Linked DNA regions of Mus musculus: region 1 is linked to region 2. Evidence: chromatin contacts called from public Hi-C data. All regions are on one chromosome and are shown on one strand. The core of a region is the stretch at or near the end of the contact, and the rest is flanking DNA. Distances in the headings are between cores, read along the strand shown.

What was found. A called contact is a pair of places that touch in the nucleus more often than the background predicts.
Region 1: a contact with region 2 is called in a Hi-C map of cerebellum, with 3 times the contacts expected there. The contact joins two enhancer-like sites. A contact is called at or near these places in 3 of 39 promoter capture datasets (hippocampal neurons, liver and pre-B cells), 1 of 484 Hi-C or Micro-C datasets (cerebellum) and 1 of 115 datasets of contacts at active chromatin or transcription factors (astrocytes).

What each region holds. Positions count from the first base shown.
Region 1 is chr7:30,329,317-30,336,437 of GRCm38.p6, forward strand. No RefSeq gene overlaps it. Among named protein-coding and RNA genes, the nearest start is that of Sdhaf1, 11 kb to the left of the region's middle. Within about 2 kb of position 2,770, at least 149 of the 459 cell types and tissues checked have an H3K27ac peak or open chromatin away from gene starts, as enhancers often do. A contact at or near this core is called in cerebellum, where this site is marked.
Region 2 is chr7:27,596,237-27,603,410 of GRCm38.p6, forward strand. All of the region lies in intron 1 of Akt2 (thymoma viral proto-oncogene 2), which reads left to right. Among named protein-coding and RNA genes, the nearest start is that of Akt2, 8.3 kb to the left of the region's middle. Within about 2 kb of position 5,240, at least 37 of the 459 cell types and tissues checked have an H3K27ac peak or open chromatin away from gene starts, as enhancers often do. A contact at or near this core is called in cerebellum, where this site is marked.

The DNA.
Region 1 (7,121 bases), core at 1,520-4,019, 2.7 Mb after region 2:
CTCCTAACCCTTCCAGAATGGTTCCACTGGGTCCAAGCATTAAACACATGGGCTTATGGGGGCCATACTTATTCAAATCATCACACTAGGCTAGAAATAAAGCCCGAGCCAAACCCCAAAACAACACCAAAGCTAAGTCCTGTAACTTTGGGCTTTTCCACCTAAACTTGTTCCCAAATAACAACTCAAAGGCTTATTATTTGTTAATAGATGCCTAGGATTTAAACTTTGGCTTGTTCCTGCTAGCTCATAACTCAACTCCTGTTTAAATTAGTCAAAGTTCTCCACATGACTGGTTACCGCTCCTCAGTTTCAAAAGTCCTTGAGTGTGGATGACAAATCTCACCCCTGACTATCTCCTAGAGTTTCAGTCTCTCTCCCTGGAACCTTCCACTTCCTGCCTTTTGCTATTAGGCTGTTGGCTTTTTATTGACAGGTGATACTTCCACACAGTGTACAGAGATCATCCCTACAAGATCCAACCACTCACACCAAAAACCCCAAGTGGGAAAAAGTAAGGGATAAAAGCTTAAAGGGATTTTTGTTCTTAAAGACAGGATCTTATTCTGTACTCTGAGCTAGCCGGGAGCTTACTATGTAGAGCAGGGTTGCCTTGAATGTCTGGTGCCCAAGGAGGCCAGAAAAGAACATTGGAGCCCATAAAAGTCAAATTACAGACGGTTGAGGCCTGCATGTGGGTGCTGGGACCCTTGGTCCTCTGAAAGGTGCTAAGTGCTCATAAACACTGAGCCATTTCTCCAGCACAGGAAATAACTTTAATCAGTATAACAATATTCAGAAGACAAGGAGACCAGTACCCAAGGCCCTGCGCCAGCAACACTGACCAGGGGATAGACAGAGCAGGGAATGGGTGGGAAGCATGGAAAGTTAATTACTGTTGGTCAGCCTGTGGTCTGGTTGATGGCTAGCCCAGGACTAGTCAGTCTTGGTCTTGTCCCTAATAAAAAGACGGTGCTGTTGCTTGGTGGTGGTGGTGGTGCTGTTGCTTGGTGGTGGTGGTGGTGGTGCTGTTGCTTGGTGGTGGTGGTGGTGCTGTTGCTTGGTGGTGGTGGTGGTGCTGTTGCTTGGTGGTGGTGGTGCTGTTGCTTGGTGGTGGTGGTGGTGGTGGTGCTGTTCATCTCAACTTATAACAACCTCTTTCTCCTGGAGCCTAAAAGGACTGCAAGTCAGAAGAACAGAGTAATAGAAAAAGACAAAATGGAGACAGAGATGACAAGGTTTTGTTCTGTTTTAAACTACCCTCCAGGCATGGGAGGCTCAAGTAAAAAGTCACTGCTTTTTATCAGAAGAAGCCCCCGATTTTCCAGGACTGGGGCTACAGTTCAGTGGATTCCATCCCTAGCACTCAAAAAGAACGGGGAGCAGAGAGAGGAGGGAAAAGAAAGAAAGAAAATTAAAAGGCATGTCTTATATTTTTGGTTGTGAGCCTAGCCTTTAACAGCTACTCATCTCTTGGTTGGATGGTGGTGGCACACACCACTTGGGAGGCAGAGGCAGGCAGATCTCTGAGTTTAAGGCCACCCAGGTCTACAAAATGAGATCCAGGACAGCCAAGCGCTACACAGTGAAGCCCTGTCTCACAAACAAACAAATAAACAAACAAAAAACCAAAACACAAAGAAGAAAGAAAAAGAAAAGCAAGTCTTTGTGTCTTTATTATACATTTTCTTCTTTTAAAAAGATTAGGCAGATCTAGCCCAGACTAGCCTCAAACTTGCTATGTATCTGAGGTTGGTCTTGAACTGCAGGATTTCAGACACACTGCCATGTCTGCCCTTGGCGTTTTTGGTCTCTGTGTATAGACCAGGCTGTGACAGTTTGCCTGCTCTGCCTTGTGAGAGCTGATGATGATAGGCAGGCTCCACCTTGCCAACCTAAGAGGGGTCTGTGGGAAAACTGTTGGTGATTCTGTTCATTTGACAGTGGTGTTTTATCATTGTTTTTGCAAGAAAAATGAGACAGAGAAGCAGACAGACTCAATCAACAGGCTGAGACTGCTTTATTGGAACATTGAGAGACCCTAACCTTTCCATGGATGAAGGTTGAGAACATTTAGAGGGGCTGGAGTACATCTCTTCTCTCTCTCTCTCTCTCTCTCTCTCTCTCTCTCTCTCTCACACACACACACACACACACACACACACAGCTACCAGGAAGTTGCAGCTATTTTTTGTGGTTTGACTGGAAGCACGGTGGGCTGCTTTCAATACCCTCGCATTCTGTTTCTGCAAATAGAGAGAAGGTCATGATGGGGTCAAGCAATCCTTTGTGGCTAGGGGCTATTGTCCAGTATAGCCTGACTCAATTTTTCGTAACCTGATGCCATTAGCCAATAGTTTTCCTGTGTAGTATCCTCCTTTCGTTCTCCAGTTAAATACTCTAAAACCCAAGGCCCAGCCCTTCAAGAGATTTACCACTGAGACACCCCCTCCCCCTCTCCCCTGACGCTCCCATCATTTATTTTATTTTCAGATCCTGGGAATTAAGCACGGGACTTTACACATACAAAGCAATAGCTCTGAATTTCTTTTTTCAACAAGAACTTGTATAGGGCCCAGACTGGCCTGAAATTTCTGATCCTCCTGCCTCCGTTTCCGGGGTGACGGGACGACCTTGTACCATCACGCCTCCAGGTTCTTATTTTCAGCTTGTGGATCGAAGTGATTCCAGACAACCAGGTTCTAGGCAGGGATGCCCAAAGGGTCCAAGGCTGGCCAATCAGATTACACCTTCCTTCCTGGGCTATTATAATTGGCCAACCAAGCGTATTACGCAGCCAATGGAAAGAGGATGTCGGGCCTGTCTACGAAGCTGTTGGAGCCTTTGCTGCTACCACTAGGGGGAGACTCTCCTCCGAGGTGAAGCTAATAAGCAGAACCAGAAAGGAAGAGGGGCTGAGACATGAGCGAAGCGGCTTTCTCTTGCCTGTAGTAGATATTCTACATCTACAGAGCTTTAAGAAAAGAATACATCCCTTATGCTGTTTCCCGAGCCATTTGACTTCCTCTCTTTAGTTTCCGTGGGATCCCTGTCGCTGCCGTTAAGTATCTCGCCTGGAGCACAGTTGCGCACGAGTGTCCTGGTTGTGCTGGGACTGGAGGCTTCCCAACATCTTGGACATATTGTGTCCCCACGACTCCACCTCTGGCAACGCTGGTAGGATCAGAGTTGGACAGAAAGTGTGTGGGGAGGTCATTGTATACAAGGGAAAGTCAGGATTTGTTACTTTTGATCCTGGGGATGAAGCACGGGACTTTACACATACGAAGCAATAGCTCTCAAATAGAAGCATTTGAACCTAGACGTAGAAAAGTCCCGAAGAGGGAGCAGAAAATACTGCTTCTTTCCCCACCCCCCACCCCCCCACTACCAAATAGAGACGCGGGGACGGCTAGATGGCTCAGCTGGCAAAGGCGCTGGCTGCCAAGCATGGCGAGCTACTTTTGAGCCCCGGGACACACGTGGTAGAAGGAGAGAATCGACCCATGCTGGTTGTCCCAATTTTAAAGGAAAGATAAGTCAAGATGAGATCAAGAGCACACAAGAAACGCGGAGGGAATAAGTGGAAATAAAGTTGATATGAAAATCTGTGACATGTAATGTCCAGCAGGGCAGCAGCTTGCTTCCACCGCCCTCTGTGGCCTCACGCTCTACCAGCGAGCTACAAACTCAGCCCAAAGACTTCGATATTTGTGGTTTGGTTTTGAGACAAAACCTTGGATTTGTTACGTGGCCTAGATTGGTTTCAAAACCCACAACCCTCCTCTACTTGAGTGCTGAGATAACAGTGTGTGTGTGTGTGTGTGTGTGTGTGTGTGTGTGTGTTTGCTGGAGAAAGATAGAACCTGCGGCTTTGTGTGCATCCAGCAACACTCTGCAACTGATCTGTAGTCTGACTCTTTGTATTTTGAGAACCCCCACCCCACCCTCCCTTTAAAAAAAAACAAGTCCCAGGTGTTGCTGATGCTCCTGGGGCATTTTGAAAACTGCTGTCTTAAAATAGCACCTCAGGCGCAGTGAGAGCTTTGTAAGCGCTTAGAAATGAAATCCATTTTTTTTTTCTCCAGGAGGCTGGGTATGGGAGTCCTTCTTGTTTTATCCTGTCTTAACTTAGAAGGTCCTCACCCAGGACCTAGGATAACTCAGTGAGGGACCCAGGTCTCCTCCTGCCTCAGGCCCCACTGACTCCGGACACCCTTGAGGGGAGGACTCACAGCAGAACTGGATGTCTGCCAAGGAGCTACACTGACACCGACTGCTTGGCTGGCAGCCATGTGCTTCCTGGCAGATACAGAGCACTTTGGAGTCTAGAAACTGAGGCCCACTTTGCCCATGCAGTTCCGGAAGCAGCTTCAGCAGGGAGTGTATCTGGAGGGGTGCCAGCTGGCACCCCTTGTTTGGCCCTCTCAAGAGTCTGGAGACACTATGCTATGCCGTGACTGCACCTGTGCTGTGGATGGTCTAACCTTGGACAAGGATAGCAGGTAGCACAGGACTGAGACCTCAGCAGCTGTGAGTCGTTGGCTGTATGGCTACTGATGGGACTGCGGAGGCCACACAGGAGGTTGAAGTAGGTCACAAGCAGTGCACCACTTGAGTAGCTGCCCCTAGTGAATAGCAACTACAGGCCTCAGGACAATGTGCAAAGATATCCTGCTTCCGGTCAGCTGGAAGAGCGGGTGATTTCATAGGCACTCTGCCTGCATTAAGGGTAAGGGGATCTAGGAATAAGGGGGCGTGCACAGCTATGGGGGAAAGAGGGTAGCCTGGCTAGTTTTATGATACCTTGACACAAACTAGAGTCATCAGAGAGGAAGGAACCTCCATTGAGAAAATGTCTCTGTAAGATCAGGCTGTAGGCAAGCCTGTGGGGCATTTTCTTAATTAGTGATTATTATAGGTGAGCTTAGCCTATTGTGTGTGGGCTACCCTTGGGCAGATGGTCCTGGGTTCTGTAAGGAGACTGAGTAAGCCATGGAGGGGAAGCCAATAAGCAGCGCCTCTCCGTGAACTCTGCACCAGCTGCTTCTAGATTCCTGCCCTGTGTGAGTTCCTGTCCTGACATCCTTCATTGATACTCTACCATGTGGAAGTGTGAGCCCGATAAACCCCTTCCTCCCCAGCTTGCTTTTTGGTTATGGTGTTCCATCGCAGCAGTAGAAACCTTAACCAGGACGGAGGGCAAGGGTACCTGATGCCTTTGCAAAGGGGACCGGGAGGATGACATGAGTTAGAAGAGAGATGCGAGGAGCGAGGTGTATGTCAGGAGATACAGAGCAACAGGGAAGCCAAGGCAAGGAGGTGTAGAGCAAGGATGCAGAGCTCAGCTTGGGCAAAACCAAAGCCAGGAGCCTCAGACACATAAAGAGCAGGTGGCTGGTAGCTGTCCTTCGTCTCCTCACCCAGTGTTGGCAAGGAAGCACCTTGTCTGAAAGGAAGGGCCTTTCACAAGGCAGTGGGGCCCAGCAGGGTGCCACCCAGGGCCCTGTGGGCAAGAGGAGGTGACAGCAGGTGCTGATGACCCTCAGGATGACCCGTCTGGTGACAAAGGGCTTTCTGCCTTCCCGAATCAGACAACCTGCTGATGGACCTTTCATGGAGCAGCTGGTACAGTATAAGAAGAAGACCTAAGCTGTAAACTCTCCCCGGGGTTCTCCAGTGGCTAGCCTTCCAACACACCCACAGTGGAGTTCCTCACAGCCTGCTACCACTCCAGTGTGGCCACCCAGGGCAGCATCTGACTGGACATCCTCAAGAATAAGGGATTCAGCTATGCGGTGTCAGGACTATCTTGCTTTCTTTCCGGAGCCGCTAGGACAACTCAGTATCAATAGCTGGACACACCATGCTGCCGAGCTCTGGGCAAACAAGAGCCCTGATTCAAGCTGTCTAGTCTCTCTTGTGTCACCTTTTTTTCTTAGGTGGTCTGACTTTTCCTTGATTACTAAGCTGTGATGTTATTTTTTTTAATTAAGTCTGCTTGAGCCCTAGCAGTGTATATTAAATACATTCACATCGATTGTTTTATATTTAAAAAAAAAAAGAGCAGCGGTTGATCTCGCATCAGTGCATAAGTCTTTGGGATGAGTATGAGTTTGAGGCTAGAGGAGTCGGCTCTGAGTCCCTAAAGTGTGGAAGGGCTGGGGTTTAGGGATGTAAGAGCTGGAAGATGCTGTTTTGTATCTATTCCTTTTGGGGTTTTTTTGGGGGAAACGGGCTCGCTGTACAGCCCAGGCTGGATCTGAGCTCACAGTCCTTCTGCCTTTGCTACGTAAGTACTGCCAATGTCAGTTACGAACTGGGAACTGGATTTCAGAGTACACACTTCAGGTTGGGTAAATGTTGAGGGTCTGGGCTATAATAGAGTGAGTGGGTGTCAGGTTGGCACCAGGAGGAAGCATAAGGTCTCAGAACTAATTTGTGCATGGCACGCAAGGATGGATCGTGAACTGAGCCCAGGCAGACTCGGAGCCAGCTTTTCCAGATGAGCAACCAAGTGGTTGGACGGAGGCCCTCGGTACTTATGCCACAGGCTTAGCTTCTACCAGGGAAAGCCTTGCCCACTCAGTAGCTGGCAGGTTTCACAGTGGAGTTGAGTATATGTATCAGTCATGAGATCTTGAAAATAGGGGTTCAGTGCCAACAACTCATGGTACTGATGCAAGGACCTCAGGAGGACCAGAAGGATGTCACAGATGCAGGCAGAGCTGGTGGGATGCTGGTGATTGGTAGGGTGGTACGGGATGCTGGTAGTAATGGAACCTTCCTTCTTCCCATTTTCATGCATGAGTGTGGGGTGCATGTAGGTATATACATGTTTGCATGTGTTGAGCATGTGGGGGCGTGTACGTGGTCCTTTGTGCGTGTGCATGCGGGGAGCCTGATGTTGGTGTTGGGAATACCCTTGATGGAGCTTCCACTGTATTCACCGGAGCAGGATCTCTCAGTCAAACCCAGAGCTTGTCACTACAGCTAGTGTCACTAACTTTTTCTGGAGAGCCCCTGTCTTCCTCTTCTGGGACTGAAATGACCATGCCTTTTTCAGTGGATTTAAACTCTGGCCCTCACATTGTAAGGCAAACATTTTAACCGTTGAACAA
Region 2 (7,174 bases), core at 3,990-6,489:
CAAAGTTGGAAGGAACAGGGTCTTGGGCCTTACCTTCTAGTGAGAGTAAGGACCAGTTTGTAGTGTGACAGCATAGCAGGTCAAGGTTGGTGTTATCAGGGCAAGACACATGGAGGTTAGGGGAAAGGGTCATGATGATACTATTTGGTTTTGATTAGATGGTCAAGGAGGGTCTATTTTACTAAGATAGACATGGGGGCTCAGCCTAGAGGACCATGATAGAGTCATGACAGGCCCGGGGTGAAAACCTTGAGGATGGAAGGAATTGGCTCTGGCTGTCCCCTAGTGCCCCTGAAAGCCCCTGTACCTGTGTGGAAGCCCCTGAAGTGGAAGGGGATCAGATGCTGTGTTTGTGTAGTTTGGCACCAGGGGTCCCCTCAGCACAAAGGTGCTTAGTGGCCTAGATGAGATGAGGATGTCTTTTAGTCTGGCCTATGAGCCTTATCCCTAAGGCTTAGTGCATAGGCAGGCACCCTGGTGTGTATGTTTCCAAGGCTTGCTCTGGAGAGAGTGAACCTCTTGGGGGTCTACACAGATCCCAGGGATGGGGGATGGGAAGAGGCATCTTGTGTGGCTGATCTCAGTCAGGCCTCAGGAGAATGCAGGACTGCCCTTCTGTGGGCCTCTCTAGCTTCCCAGAGCTATGTGCAAAAGGCCCTCAGCCACTGGGCCTCCGGGCTGCATGGTGGGGTGGTTCCGTGGCAGACTCTTATGGACAGCCAGCCAAGCAGTGAGAGGCCCAGCCCGGGGAGACAGCCTAGGAGCAGGACCAAGAGGGAGGGAGGGAGGACGCTAGTGTGGGAGGACTGCAGGGTGGGATCAGCCTGGTCCTTTGGGGCAGGACCCACTGGCAGCTCGGCAGCTCGGCACCCACAGCAGGGCCTGTGCTCTGGGTGGGCTGTGCAAGAACAGCAAGCTGGGCTGGCTAAGGAGAGCCTGCGTGCCCTAAGTCCTTTCGACAAGTTCCTGGAGCTCAGCTGCCCAGCGAGGAAGCTCAGCTACAGATGTTGTTTCTGAGGGTGAGGCCAGAAATCTAAGCCTTTCTCCATTTGCCACCTCGATGGCCTTCCTGAATGCAGTGGGGCAGCTGCCACTGCTCATCTCTTCCCAGAATTAGGGCTCCTTCTTCTCAGCCAGTGATTAAACCTGGGTGGCTGAGAGGGAGCCCTGGTTTTAGCATTTTGAGGTTGCTGTGGAGCCCTGAGCATCTGGGTTCATTCTCTGAGGTGAAGTTTGTTCAGTTAAACTTGGAAATTTTCCTGCAGGGTCATGGGAGGCCTCAGGAAGCTAGTGGATAAGAAAGCAGCAGCCTGTTGAGAAGGTACTTGGTTGATTGGGTTCTTGCTGCTGTGGTTCGTGGCCCCAGAGAGCAGAGAAGGACTCTCAAGTGGGTAGCCTGTGCTTGTGGACTGGAGGAGTAGGTTCAGGATGGAAGTTTTGGGAGCCTGAGGCCTGATGAGCTATGGTGCCGGCGCACATTGTACTCCTGAGTGTGCCCTGTGCACAAGCACTGTATCCATGCATGGCATCCTGGGGTGTGGGAAGGGCTCTTATTTCCAGTTAGTAGGTGAGCCACGGAGGCACACAGTGATGCATAGCATGCTTTGCTTATTTTGGTTGTGTGCGGTGCTTTCACTTGAGTTTATTGGTGAAGATGCCCATGCCAGGTCTTTTGTAACTTGCTGCCTTACTACCTTGAGACAAGATCTCTCACTGAGCCTGAGACTTGCTGTTTCAGCTAGGCTGGCTGCTCAGTGAGCTCTGGGGATCTTCTTGTCCCTACCCGTCAATGCTGGGGTTGCAGACCTAAAATTTTTATGTATATGAGTGTTTTGCTAACTTATCTGTGTACCATATGTATGCCTGGTGCCTTTGGAGGCCAGAAGAAGGGGTCAGATCCCCTGGAACTAGAGTCACAGATGGTTGTGAGCCGCTCTGTGGGTGCTGGGAGCCTTTGCAAGAGCAGCTCACACGCTTAACTGCTGAGCCCTCTCTGCAGCACTCTGCCTGGCGCTTCTGTAGTGGCTGGGGAGTCAAACTCTGGCTCTGTGCTTGCAGAGCAAGTGCTCCCTCCCGCTCCCTGAGCATTTTCTCAGCCCTGGTGTTTGAGACAGGACTTTGTAATGAAGCTCGGGCTGTCTGGATCTCGTCATCCTCTTGCCTCCGTTTTCCCAGTGCTGAGGCTACAGGCATATACCATCATGCCTGGCTATGTGAGGTTTTTGTTTGTTTTCTTCTGAGACAGGAGTTCCCTCTGTAGCCTTGGCTGGTCATGAACTTTTGCTGATGGACCTGTCTCTTTCTTTCAAATTTTGATATCACAGGTATATATCATCATACCTGTAGAAACAATAGAAACAAGCTTGATCTGTCTACCTACCTACCTACCTACCTACCTACCTATCTATCTATCTATCTATGGCAGGCCTGGAGCTTACTCAGTAGACTAAGCTGGCCCCTGACTCACAGAGACCCACCTGCCTTTGCCTTCTGAGTGCTGGGATTAAAGATGTGTACTACAATGCCTGGTTGGCTTGTTTTTATATTCCACTATCTCAGTAAAGTTTTATTGAGCCCTTCCTATGCCTTGTATGGTTCTTGTTCCTGGGATAGCTCCTGGTCTAAGCACACTAATGCAAGTGGCCTGGGAAGGGAACTGGTCTTGGGAAGCTCCTGAGGAGAGAGCAGGTAGGCTATAATGGGAAATCAGGAGGGGTAGGCTGGGCAAGGTTGGGAGGTTGAGCTCAGCAGAGTTGGCTAGGGTAGTTGGAGCTGAGGGAGTAGTCAAGGATACAAGGCAAGAACTTAGAAGTGAAGAGTCAGGGCTTCATGCCCTCAAAGTAAGGCCAGGGAAGCAGTGAGGGTGGCTATATGAGGAGAGGCTGGATGGCGTTCAGGTAGTGGCCTGAATGGGTGGGAGATGGGTAGGCACAGAGCCAACCATAATCTGCTTTATAAATGGGCTCTCTTAGGGCCCAGCTTTTCAAATTGGGATCCAGAGGCCTTGGTGGGTGGGGCATCTGGGGTAGTCTGTGTTCTTCAGCTAGTGCATTTTCATTTAGATGGTATTTTATTTTACAAAATTTAGCAGGGTGTGGTGGCACATGCCTTTAATCCCAGCAGTTGGGACACAGAGGCAGGAGCATCTCTGTGAGTTCAAGGCATGCCTGGTCTACAAAGTTTCAGAAGAGCTGAGGCTGTTATACAGAGTAACCCTGTCTCAAAAAAGAAAAAAAGAAAAAGAAAGAAAGAAAGAAAGAAAGAAAGAAAGAAAGAAAGAAAGAGAAAAAACTTAATATAGGCATGCTGTGAATCATCTTTATGATTTCATTCCAACCCTAGTCACTGTTAATAAGCCACTTCCCAGGCCCTTACCCTGATGGTCCTGGATTTGACAGTTGGGCTTTGTGCAAAAGCTGCCATTTTCTCCAGGCTTGTCACATCCCCATGTAATCATACCTCATTCAGAATGCCATGCCAACACAGGCATATAAATAAATCTGACTCTGTCTCTTTCAAGACAGGGTCTCACTAAATAGGCCTGGCTAGCCTAAAACTTCCTGAGTAGCCTTGAACTCACAGAGATTCTCCCTGCTTCAGTCTCCTGACTGCTACCAGACCGTGTCTAAAAAATTGTCTTTGTGGTAACATAAGCACATTCTTAGTCCTATTAGTGCTCAATCCAAGCTTACAGACAAGGGAGCAGATGTCCAGAAGAGCCCTAGGTAGCCCCTGGAAGGGGTACAACAAGATTCTGTGCTCACTGAGGCCTCCGCCTAGCATGCCTGTGTCCTGGGAGGGATGGGTATAGATAGTGCCATGATGCCTTCTTGGCCAGAGAGCCCTGCCCACCGTCCTCCTCCATCAGACGCCAGGTGTTACATGCCAAGGGTCTCTGGGGCTGCATAGTAGCTTCTAGTCATGTGCTCTGTTTGTATGCTAAGCAATTACAGTTAAAGAAAAGGGAAAGTGTGGCTCTGCAGGACCCTAGCTCAGGTGTTCAGTGTCTGCACTTCTGCAAATGCAAAAGTTGCGTTGGTTTGTTCTACTTTAAGGACAGATGTTTCCTGCACTGGTTCAGGGCATTGTCCTGTGTGATTTGTGTTCCTAGTTTAGGCTCCAGCTTCAGCCTGCTTATCTGCATAATGGGGAAGGTCGCACCACTTATCCATCAGGACTCATGTTAGCTTGTACCAGCTCTTTGAGGAGTCCTCCCACAAATAACTTGCAATGGGAAAGCAAGCCCCTTCTCGTTTGTTCCTGGGTCCCCTCTGAGCACCAGCCTTGCTTAGAGCACAGATGGGAGACCAGGGAAGGAGTGATGACAATGCAGGGTCAGCCAGTTAGAGGCCTTGCTCTGAGTGTGCGCATATGTGTGCTGATGTCTGCAGGGTGTCTGAGACAGTAGTGGCCTTGATATGGTAGAGAGAACAATGTGAGAAGAGTGATGGCTTAGTCTTGGGAGCAAAGGCAGAGGGAGTTGCAGGCTTAGGTCCGATGGCAGAAGTTTAGTCTCTTCGGCTGCATGTATTTTAGCTGTCTAGATGTTCCCATCTTGACTTCTTTTGTATCAGATATGGTTCCTTTGGTCCCCAAGTGAGGTACATGGTGTGACCTCACGTTGGGACCAGTGGAAAGGAAGGAAGGCTGTGATGCAGCCTCTCACCTTGCCATTTCAGGCCACAGGTCTCCATCTCTTTCCCAGGGAGAACCAAAGCCTTCAGAGGTGCTGGGCTGGCTCACTGGTACCTTTCTCACCTCAGCCTCAGGTCCTCCCAGCACGCTCTTCTTCCAGCTTTCCATGTGGCTTGTCTGGGTCACAGTTTTGCTCAGATGTTACCATCTACATGAGCCTTTATGTGACCTCTCCTTGGTCTCCATGATTTTGGACATCTTGAATGTGCTATATAATTTACCTGTTTATTTTGCCTTCTCCTCCCACCGCAGGGGTTCTGTTTGGTCACAGAGAAATCCTTAGTGCCAGTGCTGGCACAGTGGACACCATATTTAGGGATCCAGTGAATGTGGAGTGTTTGTTTTTACCTCCACCTGGGGGTCTAGAGCACAAAAGCTCTGGGTCTAGTTGTTAGCCCTCCTGGAATTATTTAAAGTTCTAGGTCTGGCCCTGTGATGGGTAGTGTTTAGGACTGGTAACAGTGGGGACCAGAGTAGATTCTGTCCCTACCAGCAGAGGCCACATTGCCAGAGGCAAGTAGAGGTCTGTTTTCTGAGGGAGGGCCAGGCTGAGTGTCAAGTGTCCTTGTCATTCAGGGAAGGTTTCCCTGAAGATGGAGGGTTGGGCTGAGAGCACAGTGAACAGTATCCTAGCTAGGAAAGCAGCGAATACAAAGGTCCTGGTAAGAGCAAACTCCTCAAGGGACCCAGACAAGAAATGATTTTATGTGTTGGTCTGCAGAGGCTGCAGTTCAGAGGCAGGTGGTCGTTGACAGCCTGGGTAAGGGCCTTGGGCGTGTTCCACGCATGCCTGTCAGCTGTGCTTGGAGAAGCCCACTGAGTGCAGCTGGTGTTCTTGGTTTGTGTGGAGAGCATGGCTGTGCAGACTGGAATACTTGACATGATTTCCGGGGGTTCAGTGAGGGGAAGGTGTGTGTTGGGGGAGGTGGTAGAGAAGACAAGGAAATCTGTTCTGGGCTTATTCTTGTCCCAGTCTCTGGCAGCTGCCTACACCTTCATCCTGCCTTCAATCCTACCTACTTCAGGAGACAGATGGGTGGGTGGGGGATGTGTGCTGAAGAAGAAAGTTAAGTCTTTTAAAAGCCACCATTTCACCAGGGAGGTGGAGTAGGTAACATTTTACATGTTCAGAAATACCCAGTGTCTCCTCCACCCACCAGAGGGAATAATAATAATACCTGACCCCTGCAGCTGCCGCTTAGGGAGTGTTCAGTTTGGATCCCAAGGCCACCTTGGTTCCTGCACCTGGAGCTCTGTTAGCACGGCCCTGAGGCCTGTTGTGCATGTTTTACTTAAGTACCTGCCTTCTTGGGCACTGAAGCTCAGAACTGGAGATCTCTACTGACCCTGTATCTGATTTTCTAGAAGGCCTTCACTAAATTAAAGCCAGTTCGGACTTCAAAAGTAGTGAGACCTTGTCTTAAAAATGCACAAAAGTACTATGAATAGCAATCTTTCTCTCCTTCCCCCCCTTTTTTTTTCTTATGTTGGGATGGAATCCAGGATGCCCATATGCTAGGCAAGCATGCTACTGCTGAGCCATTCCACTTAACTCTCTTGGTGGTTTTTATTTTGAGATGGGTCTCAGTAAATTCAAGACAGGCCTTGAACTCTCTGTAGCACAGGAAGGCCCTGAGCTTGTGATCTTCTGGCCAAAGCCTTTACGTGATCTGGGATTGTAGGCCTGTGCCACTAGGCCTAGATTTGGTACAGAATTTCTGTGTGTGTGTCTGTGTGCATACATACATGTGCCGTGCTATGCACATGGAATTCAGAAGATAACTTGTGGGAGTTGGTTTTCTCTGCCATGTAGGTCCTAGAAATTGAACTCAGGTTGTCCAGCCTGGTGGTGAGTACCTTCGCCTACTAAACCATATTAACCAAGAAATTAGTGCCTTTCTGGTGGCACCCACCCACAAGAGGATAGATAAACAAACTACTGAAAATGTCCAACTACAAAGGGCCACGGTGCTAAAGCACAGGAGACAAAGGTCAGAAGACCCGGAAGAAAAAATTAAACAAGAAATGATTTTCAGGGCTGGCCAGCTGTACTTGCTGGTGAGGACCGATCTCTCTCTTATGCAACCGTACTGAGATGAAAGAAGGACTGAAGGCCGGAGTGGAAGGACGCATGCATCCTCCCTCTGAGACAGGCCTCCCCCAAGGAAACAGCTGATAGTGTTCCCTTGTGACCACATGGCTCTGTTTTACCCTTTGTGGTTTACTGCATTTGAGAAAGTGCCCTTCTCTGCACTCCATCACAGAATGTTGCCAGCCATACAGAAGAATTCCGATTTGGGAGTTGAGATGGCGCAGGAGAGCCCAACTTGGGCCTCTGAGCTGCCAAAGCAGGAGTCTCCTACTTGCCCCGAAAGGTGCTTGTTTCAGCTTCCCATCTAGAAGGGCCTGGCCAGGGTGAGGAGGACTCCGAAGTCCTGAGGACCTGGGTTTCAACCCCAGCCTTGCTGTGTCACGTGTG